Regions from separate parts of the Mus musculus genome. Here regions 1 and 2 are each linked to region 3. The links are chromatin contacts, called in public HiChIP or PLAC-seq maps. All regions are on one chromosome and are shown on one strand. Each heading gives the region's core, a stretch centred on a gene start, on an enhancer-like site or on the middle of the called end of the contact. The rest is flanking DNA. Distances are from core to core; before and after follow the strand shown. Region 1 has its middle 180 kb from the start of Gm10445. Region 2 overlaps Exoc6b (exocyst complex component 6B). Region 3 has its middle 26 kb from the start of 4930504D19Rik.

Region 1 (3,443 bases), core at 568-3,067, 310 kb after region 3:
TCCATCTTCTGTGGCTTGGGTCTCTCTGTTCCTTGTGGTCGGCTAAGTCTGGCGCCATACATCCACATACTTTGTAATTCCCAAACTGCTAACGCCTCTTGTGCTGCTGTTTCCTTTCCCGTTCCCTTTCCTTGTGGGTTTATGTCTTCTTCTTCTTTTTAGCATTCCATTAATGACATTTTAGTGGGACTTCTGGAGGTAGCCAAGATAAACATGTGTGTTCAATCAACTATGATTAAGCAGTCTAATGTTCTCTATTACAGCTTAGAGCCAAAGTAACAGTTAATCACATAGCCTTCTCCTACCTGGCTTTGCCTGCCTCCTCCATCCTTTGTCTACTGAGTGGATGACTGGCTGGGAGCAATCTCATCACGTAGCACCATCTGTCACCATGAGGCCACATCAAGTTTAACCTAATCTGTCATGCTGAACAACCCCAGTACTGTGACCTCCACGTGGCCTGTATCAACATCAGTACCATGGCTTTCATCCCCATCACCACCGCTACCCTCCCCTTCACATCACAAATACTTCCATCTTACCCTTCATCACTATGATGACCGCCACCTCTTCCATCACCCTAACCTCGTTCTCCATCAGCTTCTTCATGTTTCCCATCACCACCATCTCTTCCACCTTCACGACCACGCCCTCCACTGTCATTACCCCATCACCACAAGCCCTATCAACCCCGCTGGGCTTCCGATGTACTCACCAAGATCTCCTCTCTCTCCCACAGTGATCTCCTTCCAAAAGATGTTTTACATGAAATAGTAATACACTCTCTATTCACAGGGTCCATAACCAACCAGATGCTGTGCTGTGGGCCTGGTAATCCCTGTTACTCAGACAGCTGAGGGAGGAGGATTGGTTGAATGTAAGAATGTGAAACTAGCCCTGGGAACCATAGTGAGATTCCATTTAAAAGATGAGAGAGGGAGAAAGGTAAGAGAGAGAGTACGGGGAGAGGTGGTGATGAAGAGGAGTAGGTAACAACATGGAGGAATGAGTCTGTCTTTGAACATATACAGTATTCTTCTGGGAAAGGAAAGGCTAAAAATGATGTCTCCAGTTCAAGCATCCTACATGCAACATGGGAGAGGCAAAGAAATGGAACGGCAAGTCCTTCCTGGGCATTGAGCACCACAGTAGACACTTTATCTTCTTTTTATTTTATTTTATTTTGGTTTCAGATGAGGAATATTACTCCTGTTTTAAATGAAGAAACTGAGATTCCCAGATGCGAAATAACACAGTCAAGGCCACACAATTAATAAGCTGTGGAGCCAAGATTCCAACCCTGTGTGACTTCAAAGTCCATATTCTTTCCATTACACTGTGCTGGCGAGAAGTCCCAAGAGTTTGGTTTAAGCACAATGAGATATAACCAGGCAAAGAAACCCCTTATCTCATGGAGAGCTGGTCCAATGTGGCACCAAGAAGCCCCTCTCCCAAGAGAAAGGACACCAAAGTTCTCTAATGACAAGATCCACTTATGCTCACAGAGCTCACACAGTGCTGAAGGCCCTACCCCAGCAACCTCATGCAGAGCCTCAGCCTTACCACCTCTTCCTGACCCCAGTTCCCAGCGGGGAAGGGAGGGAGCATGGACAACCAGTCCTGGGAATGCCTGGGGTTTGGGGGAACTGGGTTATTTTGGGATTGTTTACATTTGGAATCTTCCTGATCTTTGGTCCCAGAAAAACACCCACATGTTGGAAAGTCTTCCGAGTTATTCACTGTTGGGTTTTTTTTTTCTTCATCTCCTTCGACTTTTTCTTCTTCTTGGATGGAAAAAAAATGTGCTAGTGATTAGTCACAACCTGTGAGGCTGGGCTCTTGACAGCCCCGCTGAGAAGGCAGAGACAAAGAGGCTCAGAGCAGGCCCCCTGGCAGATGCTTCTGGGAAGGAAATGTTCATAGCACAGACCCCCCCCCCCCCGGGCCATGGAGTGGTCTGCTCACCTCTAGCTCCCAGAGGTCCATCACTGCCCAGATGTAGGGCCTTTGGCCGTTCTATTCCAAGCCAGCATCCCAGCATCACTAGGGAGATCTAGCCAGCATGTGTGCTTCAATGAAGCCAGAGGACAGGACCTAGGCAAGTGTGTGTGAAGACAGTAGAGGAACAGGCAGTTGGTGAAAAGGATGCCCAGCCTGTGAGGCGCCGTGCTGAATGAAGGCCTTCCTTGGCCATCCCTGACTTCCACACATCTTAAGACCCCTGGCAGGGTGATCACCAGTTTGGTCTTGTGGACACCCTAGGGGCTAGCTGTCCTCTTGAACTCTTTTTCAAGAAGGTTATGGGTTGAGAGGGACAAAACCGTGTCCACCGAGCCAGCACAAAAGGAGATTGCTCCAGCTAAAGAACTAGGCTTGGGAAGCAGGTCTGGATCCAATTTTAAAATCTAAGGATTGTGAAACATGGCGGGAAGGGGTAATAAAGGGAATCTGGGAGCTCTCCCTTGGTGTGGGTCTTTTAAAGGAGATTTTAAGGCAACTAAGAAAAAAAATCAATTAATACAATAAGCAGCAAGATGGCTTAATGTCAGGGGGTGACAGAAGTACCCCTAGGGTGACTGGAATCTGAGCAAAAAGAATTTTCTTGCCAGGCTCCTGCTGATACAAACAATTTGAGTCATTCCAAAGTAGGATGTCAGCACCATTCTGAAAGCCCAGTCTCCTGTGATTACACTCACACAAAGCACTCCACCCCACCAGGGGAGCCATCTACACACCAGACTCCAGGCTAGAAGCAAGTGTAGCTATGGGCCCCACGAGGACCCCCACAGACCTGAGGCCCACCCTCTGTGGCATATGGCTGACCTCACACATGGGACTTGAAGATCAGGAGAAGAAACAAGAACATGGCCCACCCAGGTTTCACTCTAACCTCCAGAGGCCCCAGCTAGGAACTGCTGTCCCTGGTCAACCCCAGTTACATAGGAGGAGCTACAGCAGACAGAGGACGACACCCCAAGTTAGGGGTCCTTGTTGCCCAGTCTTGGGGAAGTGCCAAGGTCCCTCAACAAATACCTTTTATCTCTGCAGTGGAAGGCACTAGGGAGTGGGCACTGTGCTCAGGCCTGGCTCCAACTTATGCAGATGTATAGTTTTTTTTTTTTTCCCATGGGGGCAAAGTATCTGTCAAAAGAATCGAGAGAAGGGGTGGTTTCTCTGGACTCATAGACCATCATGGAGGAAGGTGCAGCAGCAGGGGCACAAGGCATTATGTTTCAAAACATCCTGTGGACAGTCAGGAAGCAAAGAGAGATGAATGGCAGTGCTCGACTCCTGCCTTAGAATTCAGCCCAGAGCCCCAGGCCATGGGATGGTCCTCCCCATGGTGAAGGTGTGCTCCCTCAGCTCAGTCAACCTGATCTAGATGATCCCTTACAGGCAGAGCTAGGTCTCTATGGTAGTTTGAATTAGAAATGCCCCACATA
Region 2 (3,151 bases), core at 157-2,656, 360 kb before region 3:
TTTATTATTGAATAATTAAGTAAGAGAGCTTTCTGTTTTAATGGTCTGTCTCAGAAATGAGAGGGGTACGTGAATTAACAATTGATTCTGAATAATTTATGCAAAGGTGGCCTTTGTAGGAAATGTATTAACTAGGGATGCCTACCCAGGATTGTTTTAAAGTATTTCTTTCACTTTTTGGTACACACCTGTAGTCCTGGCACTTGGGAAGCTGAGGCTGAAGGAACAACTTGATCCTGGTACTTTGAAATCAAGCTAGACAACACAGTAAAATCTATCATATCTATTCTCAACACACAGGCACACAGGCACACAGGCACACACACACACACACACACACACACACACACACACACACACACACATACTCTACACCCTAGATCTCCCCCAATGCACATTCCAGAATTCAGTAATTTTAATGTAGGATGGCAGTCGATCTTTATATGCTAATTTATTTTTCTCTAATGTGGTGAAAGTAACAAAAGTATCTCCATAACAGATAGGCTTAGACTTAAGTCAAATAATGCAGTTTACTCTGCCAGGCGCATGGAGCCCAGGCATAGTTGTCTTCATTGTCATCGCGGTGGAATTCTGTTTTTGCAGTGTTCTGAAGGACTCTGAAGGATTCAATGATTTCCCTAATTTTAAGAGAGAGGAAAAACATTTTTGTAAGTGTCTTTGAGGATTTGAAACCAGAGTTTAGTCACAGTTTGTTATGTTTTTGTTCGTTTGTTTGTTTGTTTTGTTTTTAGTGGTGTTGAGACTATGAATAACACCAGCTTTCGGGAGAACCTCCAGGCTCTCTGGGATTTATTTTATTGTCACCAACTTCGGATTTTGTGTTACCCTTCTTCCTAAGATGGTTAAAGCCAGTAAATCATTTGAGGAGTCTCAGAAGATCATTGTGACAGCAGTTTTCATCAGCGTCAAGTGACCAGGGACTAATCAATAAAAGTTTTTTTTCCCCCTTGGCACGGTTAGTAATCATTTAGAAATGATTTTGATGGGATATATAAGTGAAAAGCATTCAAACAGATTAGGCCTGATACTAAATGAGAGAGAGTGAGTGTTGAAAATGTGGCATGTGGGGAGACCTTGAAAAGTTGTTAACTTGAGGAAGGGAAATATCAATATCTCTGTGGTCTTTTAGGAACAAAAAACATCTTTTGCTGAGAGCCTAGAGTTTGAGCCAAAATATAAAGTGACCTTGGAGGCTGGCTGGCTCACCTTCCAGTTTCCTAGGGAGAGTCAGTCACTGCCTCTGCCTGATCATGGCCAGCAGAGCATTTAGCAGTGGGAAGTAAGGAAATGATGGCCAGAGCGAGGAATGACTGTTGTTTCTCAGCAGCAGATAGGCACACAGCTCCTGGTGAAATGATTCAGCAGTTTAGAGCTGAGAGCTGAGAGACCTTGGTTAACACGCGGGGAGTCGGGGCCCAGGAGGGGCCGCTCTGATGGAATCCTTCTGGGGCCACTCTATTCCCTTTGCTCTGAATCACAAATGGCTGCTCTTGCCAGTGCTCACTCTGAATCCTACCCTCAGAGGTCCTGTGCTATTTGGAAGGTTTTAGACAGCAGCTGGTTGAAAATGTAGGCGCCTCGGTGTGGGAAGCGGAGAGGGCAGCGGTTGCTTCATCTGCCGCATCAGTATGAAAGGCACCTCCGTCGGTTAAAGCTGCTGAGGTTATTCGTTTCCACTTTCATTCCTGGACAAAAACAGGCCTCTTGTCTGGATCTTTTCTTTTTAATGATTTCCATGAAAAGGCTTTTATCCAGGCTCTGACATGACTGTCAGAATACACATTTCAATGTGAGAGTGCTTAAAAGGCTATTGATATTCCCCCGTGGAAAAGAAAAGTACTTAAAAAAAATCCATCTATCCTTATACAAGTTAACCCTATCACCTCCTTTCTTTTCTCTCCTCCCCTCTCTTCCTTCTCCCCCACCTTCTTCCTCATTCCCTTTCTTTTCTCATTCTCTTTCAGGTTAAAGCCACAGTCTTAGTCTGAGCCGTGCATGTCCCCCATCTCCCATGAGCTGTCACTTTGATACATTGATGGCTCTGATGAGTTTAGAATCGAGGATACTGAGTAAGGAGGAGATAAGCTTACTTTTACCTGATGTTACTGTTGAGCTTCCGCAAACAGGCTGTTGCTTTGGAATCTTAGGTTCATTTCTCTTTCCTCTGGGTGTATCTTGGCTATGTGAGCAGAGTAAATGGTCGGTATCTTAGAAATGCTAGAGACAACAGGAGTGGCATGAAGCCTTCATGAACTGAAGCAGTTTGCCATGAGCTTATGAGGTGTTAGTGGGGACTCAGGTTCAAGTTAGATTGCTATGCTATGTAATCAAAAGGGTTCTGAAGCAAGGAAGGAATTTGATAAGGTTTTGATTAATTTATAGGTGTGTGAACATGGCTTGTCAGCTTAGTAGATTTGCTATTGTGGTGGGAAAAGGTTGTATCTGCTAACTCCTCTCTCTTCATTGCTTTCTTGTTCCCTTAAGTGTGATGGTTTTACTCAAGGGGAAGAGCACAAGCAGTGACATCCGTGGCAGCAATGGAAGGAAGCTTTCAGGATGAGTGACACTGTTGGCCTTTGTTTCTCCACTGTGGTGGTGATGCTCCTGTCACTCCCCACCCTCCCCATTTACCTCCAGCTTTCAGCAGAATCTCGGAGTGATGGAGGTCATCAGAACAGCTTTCTCAGATTCCTTTTGTTTTTCTCAGCCTCCCTCCCTGTACTCACTCTCCCTTTCCTATTTCAGAGGAAGAAATATGTGGCTTGCTTAATGTAATTAATAGCTATAAACTTTAAAAACACTACTCTTGTTCTAGAATTTTCTAAAAATTTAGTTCCCTTAGTTTTATTCTTCTTGATTGGCCTTTAGACTTCTTCCTCAGGCCACACATAGTCTTATACTTTAAAATAAAAACAATAGAAATTATTAGCTTGGATATATTTTCTTATATGAAATTTTACCTTCATTAAAAAATTAGTTTTGGAGTTCTTTAGTTCTTTACTATTAGTACCTTTTGTTAGTACAGGTGGTCCCACCAGCCTGCTTTCAGGGACCTAGCAACTGCTTACATCATCATCTGCACAGTTTCCATATGTGCTCTCTGTTCTCTAGTCATACTTTCTCCTGACTT
Region 3 (3,113 bases), core at 122-2,621:
TATGCTAAAGTAGAGAAGATACTTTTTAAATGTGAAAGTTTACTACTAGAAAAGTTTAAAAGGCAGGATGTGTGCAGCAGGAAAACAAATGAGCAGAGCATTGGCTCAAGGCTTTCTAAGACAAAGGAAAAGCATAGAGAACCTGGGCAACAGGTTTGCACACCAGGGGGACAGATGTGGGGTGTGTGGAGGAGAGTCAGGCACTGCTAGAGTGGGGAGCCCTCTGCACAGAACCCTCCCTGAGCTTCTGTGAGGTCCTGGGTTCAATCCCCAGGCTTCAAAGAAGAAGGAAAATGGCAAGAGGCAAAGAGAAGGAAGAGGAGAAGGAAGAGGAGAAGGAAGAGGAGAAGGAAGAGGAGAAGGAAGAGGAAGGACAGGCTGGAGAAGAGGAGGAAGAAGTACAGGAAAGGGGGAAGGCCCAACTAACAAATTATGTATTTATTGAGCTCATTGTAAGTCAAATACCAATGGAGGTTTACATTTTTCATTTAAAGTTTCTACCTGAAATTGTATCTAAACACTTTTATAGGGGCCTGAGAGATGGCTCAGCCCTTTAGAGTGCTCACTGATCTTGAGAGGACCAGAGTTGGTGTCCAGTGGCTCAGAAGCTCCAGCTGCAGGGGATCTGACACCTCTGGTCTCTAAGGGCACCTGCACTCCTGGGTACATATGCATACATAGCCATAGACTTAAAAATAATACAAATAAATAAATATTTAAAATAGCCACTATTCTTCCCCTGTCTCACTCCCTTTCTTCCATTTTTGAGACAGAGTCTCTCTGTGTAGCCCTGGCTGGCTTGGAACTTGCTATGTAGACCAGTCTGGCCTCAAACTCAGAAAGTCGCCTGCCCTGCTTCAGGACTGCTTCTGATTAAAAGTCTGTACCAGCATGCCTGGCTATTGTTTTCTGATTCTATAATCAAACACAAAATAAAACAAAACCAAACATAAACAAAAACAAGCAAAAATATATCGTATAAAGCAACTTCTCTGATGCAAAGAAAAGTAAAAGCCATCAGATTCAAGGTGCTGAAGCTGGTGTGAGATGACTCGGAGATGCTTAGCTCTATAAAACCTCTTGATCAAGGATGAAAGGAAGCCATCTCAGCAAGAGAGGAAGAGATTTCCTACAGAGAGTCCTGGCCTCTCCAGGACTCAACATTACACACTTGTAACTTCACCATGAATCAACAATCACCATATTTGGATAATCAACCTAATTCTAAAGAATTCTGTACATAGCTATGACATCACTCATATATAGGTCAAGAAAGTGACATTCTTGGACAAGTAAAGGCTTATGTAAACTCCTGAAAAATAATGGTTCCAAGGCTCCACCAGTGAGCTGAGAAGTGAGTCAGACCAAGAACCCAGGACTGGAAGAGGTGGGACAGACAGTAGGGGCATGAGTAACCAGACTGCAGGAGAGGCTAATGTCTACATTGTTCAGAGTCCTGGTTGTAAAATAAAACGCAAACATCAAATGAAATTACTGAAGGAAAAGAAGGGCAGATTCCAGGAATGTGATTATTTGGAGAAGGATGTAAAAAAAAAAATCAATGTGTCCTGGACTCCTATACATTTAAATATGTTTATTCTATCTTGTTTATGTGTTTCTGTGTGCATCTCGAGCCCCAGAAGTGTTCCTAACTGCAGAGCCGTTTCTCCAGACTTCCTATTTAATTCTCGAGGAATGTGTAGGGTACTGTTGGCTTTAGAACTGTGTCTTCTGCAGCTACAGAACTTACAAACCCGCAGAGAAGGAACCAAGGGGAAGCAATTGACTAAGAAACTCATAAAAGTAAGCAAGGAAATGTAAAAGCAGAGAGAGGGAGAGAGATACCAGCAAGCACATCGGTTTCTTAACAAACACACACACATATAAGATGTAAGTGTACAAAAATATAGAACGAGGGGCAGGGACACAGCTACAGAGTGAGTTTACAGCCAGGCTAAGCTACCTGAGATCCTGTGTCAGAAAACTTAAAGTGAGCCAGGTATGTTGACACTTTTAATCCCATGGGAGGCAGAGGCAGAGGCAGAGGCAGAGGCAGAGGCAGAGGCAGAGGCAGAGGCAGAGGCAGAGGCAGAGGCAGAGGCAGAGGCAGAGGCAGAGGCAGAGGCAGAGGCAGAGGCAGAGGCAGAGGCAGAGGCAGAGGCAGAGGCAGAGGCAGAGGCAGAGGCAGAGGCAGAGGCAGAGGCAGAGGCAGAGGCAGAGGCAGAGTAAATCTCTGTGAGTTTTAGGGCAGCCTGGTCTACACAGTGAGCTTCGGGGCAACCAAGGCTACATAGTGGGACCTTTTCTCAAAACAACAAAAATAAAAAGAAATGAAAAGAAGAGAAAACACAGATAAAAAATATTGGTAGTATACAGGGTAGGGTTGAAGGGAAAAGAAGAGGGTGGGGTCTGGAGAGAAGCTCAGGAGCTGAGAGCACTCAGGGGACCCACATTTGGTTCTGAGCACCCACACGACAGCTCCCAATCAACTGTAACTCCAGATCCACAAGGTTCAGTGCCTTCTTCTGGTTTCCCCTGGGCACTGCGTGCACATGGTGTATAGACATACGTGAAGGTAAATTACTAACAAGATAATGTAAAGCACATAAATCAAAAATCAAGAAAGAAGAGTGTTATTGTTTGTTGTTTATAAAACATTAATCTGTAATAAAGACCCCTCCTATTCTATCATCTGAAACCCAGGAAGTGAAAACTGTTACAAACAGTAGCAGCTCATGAGTCTGTCACCTTACTGGCAATTTAAACATGAGTCTTACTGTATCTGAAGACAAAGGCAACTGACAACTGTCATGATGTGCAATGATGTGATAGCATCAATGGCTGCGTGTGGAGACCACATCTGAGCAGGGTAGATGTGCCTCCCAAGCCAGCCCAACATCTTCACCTTCCTGGCCTCAGCCCTGCCCACTCACCACAGCGCCTTTGCATCAGCTCCCTCTCAGTTGATAACTGCCCGCCCTCCACCCTGACCCCGTATTTCTATGACTCACCTGCTCCAAAGTTTCCTGCTTAAAAGTCACCTTCTCAAAGAGGCTTCCCTGCCTCCCTGATGGGACTTTCCCTTCTGGCACATGCCTCTGCAAGCCACCTCC

What was found. HiChIP or PLAC-seq counts read pairs in DNA pulled down with a chosen protein or histone mark.
Region 1: a contact with region 3 is called in a CTCF HiChIP or PLAC-seq map of the NIH/3T3 cell line, with 7 read pairs. The contact joins two enhancer-like sites. A contact is called at or near these places in 1 of 15 datasets of contacts at CTCF or cohesin (the NIH/3T3 cell line), 3 of 484 Hi-C or Micro-C datasets (embryonic stem cells and liver) and 2 of 115 datasets of contacts at active chromatin or transcription factors (embryonic fibroblasts and embryonic stem cells).
Region 2: a contact with region 3 is called in an H3K27ac HiChIP or PLAC-seq map of the NIH/3T3 cell line, with 7 times the contacts expected there. The contact joins two enhancer-like sites. A contact is called at or near these places in 1 of 15 datasets of contacts at CTCF or cohesin (the NIH/3T3 cell line), 6 of 484 Hi-C or Micro-C datasets (the Ba/F3 cell line, the G1E-ER4 cell line, LSK cells and 1 more) and 1 of 115 datasets of contacts at active chromatin or transcription factors (the NIH/3T3 cell line).

What each region holds. Positions count from the first base shown.
Region 1 is chr6:84,245,500-84,248,942 of GRCm38.p6, reverse strand. No RefSeq gene overlaps it. Among named protein-coding and RNA genes, the nearest start is that of Gm10445, 180 kb to the left of the region's middle. Within about 2 kb of position 1,817, at least 37 of the 459 cell types and tissues checked have an H3K27ac peak or open chromatin away from gene starts, as enhancers often do. A contact at or near this core is called in the NIH/3T3 cell line and embryonic fibroblasts, where this site is marked.
Region 2 is chr6:84,922,281-84,925,431 of GRCm38.p6, reverse strand. The region is part of intron 6 of Exoc6b (exocyst complex component 6B); the gene reads left to right. Among named protein-coding and RNA genes, the nearest start is that of Exoc6b, 150 kb to the left of the region's middle. Within about 2 kb of position 1,406, at least 99 of the 459 cell types and tissues checked have an H3K27ac peak or open chromatin away from gene starts, as enhancers often do. A contact at or near this core is called in the NIH/3T3 cell line, where this site is marked.
Region 3 is chr6:84,559,584-84,562,696 of GRCm38.p6, reverse strand. No RefSeq gene overlaps it. Among named protein-coding and RNA genes, the nearest start is that of 4930504D19Rik, 26 kb to the right of the region's middle. Within about 2 kb of position 1,371, at least 11 of the 459 cell types and tissues checked have an H3K27ac peak or open chromatin away from gene starts, as enhancers often do. A contact at or near this core is called in the NIH/3T3 cell line and embryonic fibroblasts, where this site is marked.